Regions from separate parts of the Callithrix jacchus genome. Here region 1 is linked to region 2. The links are chromatin contacts, called in public Hi-C maps. All regions are on one chromosome and are shown on one strand. The core of a region is the stretch at or near the end of the contact, and the rest is flanking DNA. Distances in the headings are between cores, read along the strand shown.

Region 1 (4,550 bases), core at 1,230-3,729, 480 kb after region 2:
GTAATAATTTTGATATTTTAAGAGGCATCTGGGTTAAGAGATTTACTATGATTACTGTGGTAATGGCCCTTTCCTCAGGAGGCCAATGGAAGTAGATCCAGTTGACTTGATAATTATTAACGGTTCTTATTTGATATCATATAAATGGCCACACCTGGCTACATATAATTTATATATGACTTAATGGTGTGCGAAGCTTTTTCACATGCATTTTTTTGTTCTGAGAAAGAGTTTCGCTCTTGTTGCCCAGGATGTAGTACAATGGCATGATCTCAGCTCATTGCAATTTCTGCCTCCTGGGTTCAAGAGATTCTCCTGCCTCAGTCTCCCATGTAGCAGGGATTACAGACACCTACCACCATGCCCAGCTAATTTTTGTATTTTTAGTAGAGACAGGGTTTCACCATGTTGGCCAGGCTAGTCTCAAACTCCTGACCTCAGGTGATCGACCCACCTTGGCCTCCTAAAGTGCTGGGATTAAGGTGTGAGCCACTGTACTCGGCCCATGCATTTTTTTGTTTGTTTTTACTTGATCTTCACAGCCATCCTGTGAAGACGGCAGGTCATGCCAGATTATTCTCCCTTTACAGAGATGGAAACAGAGGGTCCATGAGCTTAAGTGATTTTTCCTAAGCTAAAATAGATAGATAGATGGATGGATGGATGGATGGATGGATAGATAGATAGATAGATAGATGGAAATAAATGTAGGTAGATAAATGTAGGTAGATAGACAGAGACAGATAGACACAGATAGACAGAAACCAAAAGACAGGTAGAAACAGAGACAGACAAACCAGACAGACCTTTTGTGTGGGAAGCTGAGATGCAAACCCATGTCTTGTGATTCTTAGTCCAGTTTTATTCTATAGTATTATGTTGCCTCTCTGAAAGGGGTTGTAGTTTCTCCCTCACTGGAAAACTATAAGGTAGGGGAGAAGAAAGAGTTCAGCAGCCATTCAGATTGGATAGAGAATATTGATGTAACTGCCATGGGCACTCCTCCTCATTTTTGTTTTTACATCCATTCATTGTTGAACACTACTCTGAGACCAGCATTGTGCTAGACACTGGATAAAGGTATAGTGCATATGGATAGAATAACCTGGGGGAAGAAAATACAGGTTTATTGAAAAAAGAGGAAAAAGTTAACAAATATATAACAGTAATAACATATTAATTATTAACATATATCAAGTATTTGTGTATGCAATCCTCACAACAACCCCTATGTTAACCGTATTTTATGGCTGAGGAGGAAGGCTGAGGAAGACCAGGCAGTCTGCTCTAGAACCCATACTATTAACTAAATGCCCTCATTCCTCTTCATGAGGAAGTGATCAGTAAGTACTGCATGTAAATACAGTGGTATTATAGAGAAGTAATAATACTAGTGGAGCTAGAATTTTCCTGGGCTGTTCTTGTGAAGTATTAAACCTTAAGTGGAGCTTTGAAGGATGTGCAGGATTCAGACAGATAAAGGAGAAGGAAGATGGCGTTTCAGGTAAGAGGAGCATAAACTAAAACACAGAGGTAGAAATGGCAATGAGCACAGATATGGGCATACACAGAGAGCTGTCCTGTTTGGAAGGTTTGTCATCAGAGATCAGTGAAAGTTTCCATACCTATAGTAGGTATGGAAAGGCCCTGAAGGCCACACCAAGGCAATTAGAATTTGTTCATCAGGCATCCACAGCAACTTCTCTGAAAGGGACTGACAATAATAACTAATACTTTTTTATTTATTTATTTATTTATTTATTTTTTTTTTTGAGACAGAGTTTCGCTCATTACCCAGGCTGGAGTGCAATGGCGCGATCTCGGCTCACCGCAACCTCCGCCTCCTGGGTTCAGGCAATTCTCCTGCCTCAGCCTCCCGAGTAGCTGGGATTACAGGCACGTGCCACCGTGCCCAGCTAATTTTTAGTAATTTTAGTAGAGACAGGGTTTCACCATGTTGACCAGGATGGTCTCGATCTCTTGACCTCGTGATCCACCCGCCTTGGCCTCCCAAAGTGCTGGGACTACAGGCGTGAGCCACCGCGCCCAGCCAATAACTAATACTTCTTAAGCTCTTATTTTGTGTTTGGCTCTGTACTAAGTATTTTACAAGCCTTGCTCTACTTAAGTCCTAAAAGGGAGGATTTTTTCAGATGAGGAAACTAAGACAGAATGTGATTAGAAAACTTACTCAAGTCTTCACAGCTGGTAAGTACAAAGCTGGGATTTGAACCCATACCCAGCATTCTTAAAGCAGTGTAGGCCATGGTCTCCTGTAGTCTTTCCAGAAGGGTTAATTGCCAATAAAAGAAAGATGGTCCTGGCAGCCATGGTGGTGACCAGGGTAGAGATATTGGCCTGTGGCAGCCAATCTGAGGAACTGCTGTGATATAGATCAGGCAAGTGGAATGGAGGGAAGTGTTGAGAAAGTGAATGAGTCCAGAAAACTGGTTCTAGACCTTGCTAGAAAGATTTCAGGAGCCATTTGGTGATTAAAGCCTGGTGTGGCTCACAGATTGGCATGTTTCATTCTGAGCCTTGTTTCATCTTTTGTAAAAAGAGATGTTTATGACTATGCTACCAACATCCAATTCATTTCACAGTTCTGCAAAAATGAAGCCAGGTTTTTAGCATCTGGAGACTGATCTGTCTTTCATAGAAGGAGACATTTGGATGGGTAGCTAGTTTGAGGTAGAGGTGGTGCAGGTAATTTTTTAAAAACTGTGCATAGATATTGAGTATATGATGAAACTTTTAAGAAGAAATGGTTTACAGGAAGTTAGAAATCCAAACTGGAGTTGGGATATGAGAGAAGGGCTAAAAGAATATCAAGTTTCTTCCTCAGGCCAGCCTCCTTTACTACATCAGATGAGGGCAGCTGCCAACCTCCAGGTCAACTGACCTTGGCTATCACACTCTGGCTTTGGTCTCCTCCATATAGTGACTCAGAGAAGCTGTCTGCCTGCAAAATATAATGACAGAGGATATTACTTAACATCTTCTTTATACGAGGCATCTGCTAGGCACTATACCTGTAATAACTCTCCCATCAAATTCTTATGACCGCCATCTAAGGTAGGTTTTTAATCCTATATTAACCACTTCTCTCCTGCTTTATTCTGGTCCCAGCCACCATCACCTCCTTCCTGGATTACTGCAGTGGCCTCCTAACTGGTCTCTCTGCTTCTATTCTGCTCCCACTATAGTCTATTTCCAACAGAATAGTTAGAGTGATCCTTTTAAAAGGTAAATCAGATTATGTCATCCCTCTGCTCAAAACTCTGCAATAGAGGGTTGCCAATATTCAAGGGTCCTACATGGGCTTTTCCCCTGATTTCCTCTCTGACCTCATTTCCAACTACTTTTTTCCATGCTCACTTCAATCCCTCCCCCCGACCTCTTTCTGTTCCTAGAATGTGCTTGACATGCTTCTTGCCTTTAGGACCATTGTCAGCTGCTTCTGTCTACATCTTCTCCAGAAGATGCCCTCATTTATAATTCCTTCACTGGTTCCAAGTCTCTGCTCAAATATTACCTTCTCAGAGAGGTCTTCCCTGACCATCTTTTAAAAGGTGTAACCCAGTTGGGTGCCATGGCGCATGCCTGTAACCCCAGCATTATGGGAGGCTGAGGTGGGCAGATCACTGGAGGTCAGGAGTTTGAGACCAGCCTAGCCAACATGGTGAAACCCCATCTCTACTAAAAATATAAAAATTAGCCAGGCTTGATGGTGTGCACCTCTAATCCCAGCTACTCTGGAGGCTAGGGCAGGAGAATCACTTGAACCCAGAAGGTGGTGGTTGCAGTGAGCTGAGAGCATGCCACTGTACTCCAGCCTAGGCAACAGAGCAAGACTCAGTCTCAGAAAAAAAAAAAAAAATGAAAGGTGTAACCTGACCTCTTTTTCTTTCTTTTATAGATCTCACCACATTCTGTAATTTTATATAATTTTCTAATTATTATTTTTGGTCTGTCTCCCTCTGCTAGAATGGGAACTTTGTGAGGGCAGGAATATTTATCTGTTTAGTTTGCTAATGAATCTCATGTCCCTAGAACAATGCCTGGTATATAGTAAGTGCTCAATAAAGACTATTGAATGAATGAATCTCCATTTTAGAGCAGAGGAAACTGAGTTTAGAAAGGTGAACCACTTTTCCTATGCAGCACAGTTAGTAAGTCACAGAGCCAGGCTCCAGGCCACCATCTGCTTTATTCCTCCCATAAGATAAAGACTTGAGAATAGATGGATTCCCTGAAAGAAGGAGGCTAGATGAAGAAAAGAAGAGGGATTGATGAATGAGATTCAAGCTGTAGCCCAGTTATGAGAGAGGAACAAGGAAGAGATCCAGTTGTGAGGACCAGAAGGGACAGAGAGAATTCTTGGGTATTAAATGGAGAGAGAAAGAGATACTAAATAAAATGGTCATCAGCTTTGTTCTTTGCAAAAGGTAGATCAAGAAGAATAAAGACTAAGGGGGGAAAATCTATTAACTGAAAGAGTTAATGAAGACCTTAGAAAAATACTGACTTAATGAAGGAATGAAAGTAGA
Region 2 (4,564 bases), core at 975-3,474:
GACTGTCATGTCTTTTGATTGCAAAAGACCACGCATATTAATACTGTATTAGGGTGTGATGAAGAACTAGAGATTTATGAAGAAAATTTAAATTAAAAACCTAAAATGCCTGACAAATCTTATTCTAATTTTTTCAAAGTAAACGAAGAACAAAGCTTCCAGTGATTTTAATTACCCAAAACAGCAGAACACATGCTTAACTTTTTTATTCTAGATAAGAAAAGTAGTTTGAGAGGGCTTGGTAATATTCCATTTCTCTCCCATATTTGTGTGTGTGTGTCTGTGTGTGTAAATAATACGTTCCCTATTTTCTTAAAAATTCTCCTTTTGAGTAGGGAAGGTGTTTTAAAGCTTTTTCTCTGAAGTCATGGCTTCTGATCAATTTTTATAGATGCCATCTTAAATCTTTTCTTCTCCTGCTCTTTAATGCCTTTTATAGATATATATGAATTACTAGCCACAGAATTGTGGCCTCAAATTCCCATGTCAGATTTTTATTGATACAGAAAACTATTTTTTGAGAAGAGTAAATTACATACAATAACTTATTTGTACTGGTAAGCACCTTTAGACTATTAGTATTAATAAGAAATGGAAGTCCTAAATTTCCAAGCTCCCTAAATCAAGATAAAGAACTAAAAATAATGGTGACTATAATGGAAATCATGACTTTTTTTTTTAAACCATCTTCTGGTGTATTCATTATGAGAAAATGAGATTTCAAGTCTTCCCTGCCTCCAATATCATGTCCTATAACTGAGTATTACACCTTTTTAGTGTTTTCTTTAAAAGCCCTGATATATTTGGCTTTGGTTTATGTTGATACATATTCATGGTTATTAAAATTTCTGATTATTTGGGATATAATTTTTAAGGTATCTTTAAGGTATTCACTCTATAGTACTTAACATTTTATTCAGGTTATGACTTTGAACTGGCTTCATGTATTCTTAAGGGCTTTTAGTACAAAGATAAAAACATGCGTTGGAATGCATTAACTTTCCAACCTATATAAGTGGTGTAGATACCTATGACATTACTACTACATTTTGATGGTTGGACCACCCATCAAATTCCCTTTTCTCCTTTTTTACTTCTTTTTCTCCCTTCTGTTTACTTTCATTGTTAAGTTTCCTTCCCCATCCTTCTTTCCTACCTATAATTTGTAACTGAAAGAAGTACCTACAGATCTTACTTAACCTACTCTTAACCTACTTGGTAGGCAGCATTCAGATGCAAGCAAGTGGCTTGAATAAGGGATTATAGTCACGGCTTTTAGAAATTAGGGAGCAAGAGACATATAGAAAAATTTTAAATGTCTCTTGCCTTTATTAAGTTTACCTTTGAGAAATATGAAGAGGGGCAGGAGGATGGAAAAATGAACAGAATTTCTGCTGGAATATTGTGACAGATTTACTGACAAATATTTTCTAACAGATTTTTACCAACAGGCAGTTTTTGTTTTCTTTACTGACAGACCGTAAATGTACTTCTGGTTGGCAGCAGCTGCATCATTATAACACTAAAAAGCAACCTTGGCTAACTTCAGTACCTTATGTAACATAAAGAATAACTTGAATTTAAAATACTTTTTATATGTTAACTTTACTGACAATAAACTATTCTCAATGCAGGAAATAAATCTTTCCCCAAAGAGGAATTCCCCTTCAATTACTTTCTTTTAGACCTAACAAATTGGAATACATGTAGTTTTGCTCATTCTTTTATCTGCTGGCAAGTATTTTAAGTCTCCTGTGTAATGCAGATTCCGATGACCTCGAGAAAGTCACAGGAACTCAGTTTCTTCAATGGTAAAAAGCAAAGGCAGCGGTTTCCACCGTCCTTTCTCACTGCACCATTCAGCGTCAGTGCCCTCGTGAGAAATACACCCAAAGCCCAGTGTGCTGAACCCCCGAACTTATGAAATTTCTAAAAGTCTCAAAAAAGTAAATATGTTTAAGGCAGTATAATAAAAACCAGGTGGCCGACAGTTCCTAAAGTTGGGCGGTACTGGCGTGAACAGGGGTCTTTTGGGCCACCCTGAAACCCGCCCCAAGTCTTGGCTTCTCGCTCCACGTCTTGGCTTCTCACTTCACTTCCACAGAACCTGCTGAATCAGGGGCCTGCATCCCCGTGCCGTGCCGACAGAGAAATGGACTCCTCGCTCCCGTGGAGTTTCGTCTTCTGGGTGAGTGTGGCACCAGGTCCTGGGCGGGTGATGTCTGTAGTTGGTGAGCGATCCTCAGCCAGAAAACTGGCTGCACACAGGCGCAGACACGCGAACATGTCCCTGCGAACGAGCTTGGGCGCAGGTTTTCCTCCTCTGCATTCTCTAATACTCAGAGACCACAGGGGATTTATCGAGAAGCATTCGGTGCCCCTGCCCATTTGGAACGGCGAGCACAATATCAGGTTCCTTTGCAGTACAGTGGCTTCTCTGAATTACCACCAGAAACCGGAACAGAAGGAAATGGAGAAAGCAGGCGAGGTTCAGGGACGACGGCGCTCCGGGCAGCACGGCAGCAGCTTTCAAAGCTGGGAGGATGGTACTGAGGAGGAGCGGAATACGGAGAAATAGGGAAGCTGAGGAAAAATACTCACGCCAATGGGTAAAAGGGAAAAGGTGAGAAGGAATGGAGTAGGAGAGGGAACCAATGGGTGGGAGAGGCGGAGGAAGAAGGGGGAGGGGCAGAAGCCAATGGGGGAGCAGAGGGGAGGGGGGAAACGGAGGGGAGGAGGGAGCGGGGACGCGAGCGAGGACGCGGCCTCGCGCGCTCGCTCCTCTACCTCCGGCGGGATCGCTTGAGCCTTCCCAAGCTCCCGGGAGACGAGGGCAGGGGCGGGGCCGTGCTGGGCGCGCGGCGCGGGAGGCGTCGCGAGGTGAGGGGGCGGGGGCGGAGGATTGTGGGGCGGGCAACGCGGGTGCGCGCGCGCGCGCGCGTGTCCCGTCCAGGCTGAGCCGCCGCTCCGCCCCCGGTCGGGTGTGTGGCTGCGCGCGCCGGGAGAGATGCTGAGGTAAAGTTCGGGAGAGAGGGAGAGAAATCCGTCAGCGCGAGGGAGCCCGAGTGGCCGCCATTACTGAGCCCTGCGCGGCGGCGGGCGCTGGGGAAGGGGGGAGGGACGGGGCCGCCGCTGGTGGCAGGGAGGGAGGGAGGGTGGGTGAGCAGGCTGCGGGAGCTGTGGGGCTTAGGGTTTCGGGGCTTGTGTGTCGGGGAGGGCGGGGGGAGGTGGCTGAAGGGACGCGCCGCTCGGTGAGCGCGCCGGGGAAGAGGCGAGCAGAGAGTGGAGGAGGAGGTGGCGGCGGCGGGAGCGCTCCCCAGGAATGTCGCTGCCGCCGCCACCGCCGGGGCCGTTGCCGTTGAGGAGGAGACGGAGGAGACCGACGTTGTTAGGTAGGATCTTGCGGCCCCCGCTTCTCCGAGCCTGCCCGCCCCCTCACGGACGGGGACCTTCCCGCCTCTAGGTGCCCCGCTCGGTCGCCGCCGCCGGTTGTAACCAGTTGAAGGGGCTGGGGCCCCGCGGCCGCCGAGGGGAGCCTGGCGCCGCGCTCGGTTTTCGCAGGCCGGGCGGGCAGCAGCTGCGGCGTTAGGGATACGGTCGGCGTGAAGGGCAGAGAGGCCGGGGGAGGGGGTGCTTTCTCCACAGGTGACTGGGCCGGGGTCGGCAAAGGCCTGGTGCTGGCCTCGGATGGCCGGCCCCGCCAGGCGTCCACTCTCGGCCCGCCGCCCTCACTTGCCCGGGTCTCGAGTGGTCCGTGGGGAAGGGAGGTGGCGGTGTCCGTTGGCCGGGTTGCTGCTGTTAACGAGTTCCACCTGGAAGGGGGGACAGGGGGCGGGTGCAGATTCGCGGAAACACAGTCTTGGTTGCAAACTTAAAGGCATTGTAGGGGATCGGCCCTTTCACTTTCCCTCGTCTCCCCGACTCCTCCCTGGGTTCTCGTCACCAATTTTCCATCTGTTCTTGAAGCTTGGAGTAAGATATGAGAAGTTGGGCTGCGCAACCAGAGCCCAGAGTCCTGTGGGTTAACTGCGACTGGGTTGAGGCTTTGATACTGAGTTTTCGCTAGAATAACGTCCAGATTCTTCCTCTCTTTCCACTAAAGAAAAGTATTGGGTGGGGGTGGGGAGCCGCGCGGGAGCGCGCGCGCACTTATCCACACAGAAATACTCCCTCTCACCCTCCCTCTACAGCGTTATTAGAAATGCAAGTGAGGTGGAGGCTCGGGGTGTAGGTGAGGCTGAAAGGTGCACGGAAGTAAGGGCAAACTGTTATTAGGACGTTTAGTAAAATCCCAAGAAAGTTGTAGAGTAGACGCTTATACTTCTACCGTGTGATAGAAATTCGGCTTTGGCCATTGCTTAATAAATGGGAATAAATATTTTGAGACAGAGCAAGATAGGCATATAGATGGGTTTGTGCTCACAATTTTAAGTTTAAATTCTCATCGATCATTTGCTTTTTCCTTTGTGATGGGCAGCAAACAATTTTTTTTTTTTAATGTTCAAGTGTGAAACAGTAAATTACTTCTCTGTAGTTAGTAGTATTGTATTTGCTTATATTGCCT

What was found. A called contact is a pair of places that touch in the nucleus more often than the background predicts.
Region 1: a contact with region 2 is called in a Hi-C map of skeletal muscle, with 5 times the contacts expected there. The contact joins the enhancer-like site here to the promoter of ARHGAP5 in region 2. A contact is called at or near these places in 2 of 3 Hi-C or Micro-C datasets (both in skeletal muscle).

The regions. Positions count from the first base shown.
Region 1 is chr8:67,031,387-67,035,936 of calJac240_pri, forward strand. The region is part of intron 5 of AKAP6 (A-kinase anchoring protein 6); the gene reads left to right. It overlaps LOC100896903 (a long non-coding RNA gene), which reads right to left. Exons shown (of 3, transcript XR_144271.6): 2 at 2,903-2,962. Among named protein-coding and RNA genes, the nearest start is that of AKAP6, 250 kb to the left of the region's middle. Within about 2 kb of position 2,480, at least 1 of the 16 cell types and tissues checked has an H3K27ac peak or open chromatin away from gene starts, as enhancers often do. A contact at or near this core is called in skeletal muscle, where this site is marked.
Region 2 is chr8:66,549,445-66,554,008 of calJac240_pri, forward strand. It overlaps ARHGAP5 (Rho GTPase activating protein 5), which reads left to right and starts at 2,225. Exons shown (of 7, transcript XM_017977045.4): 1 at 2,225-2,623.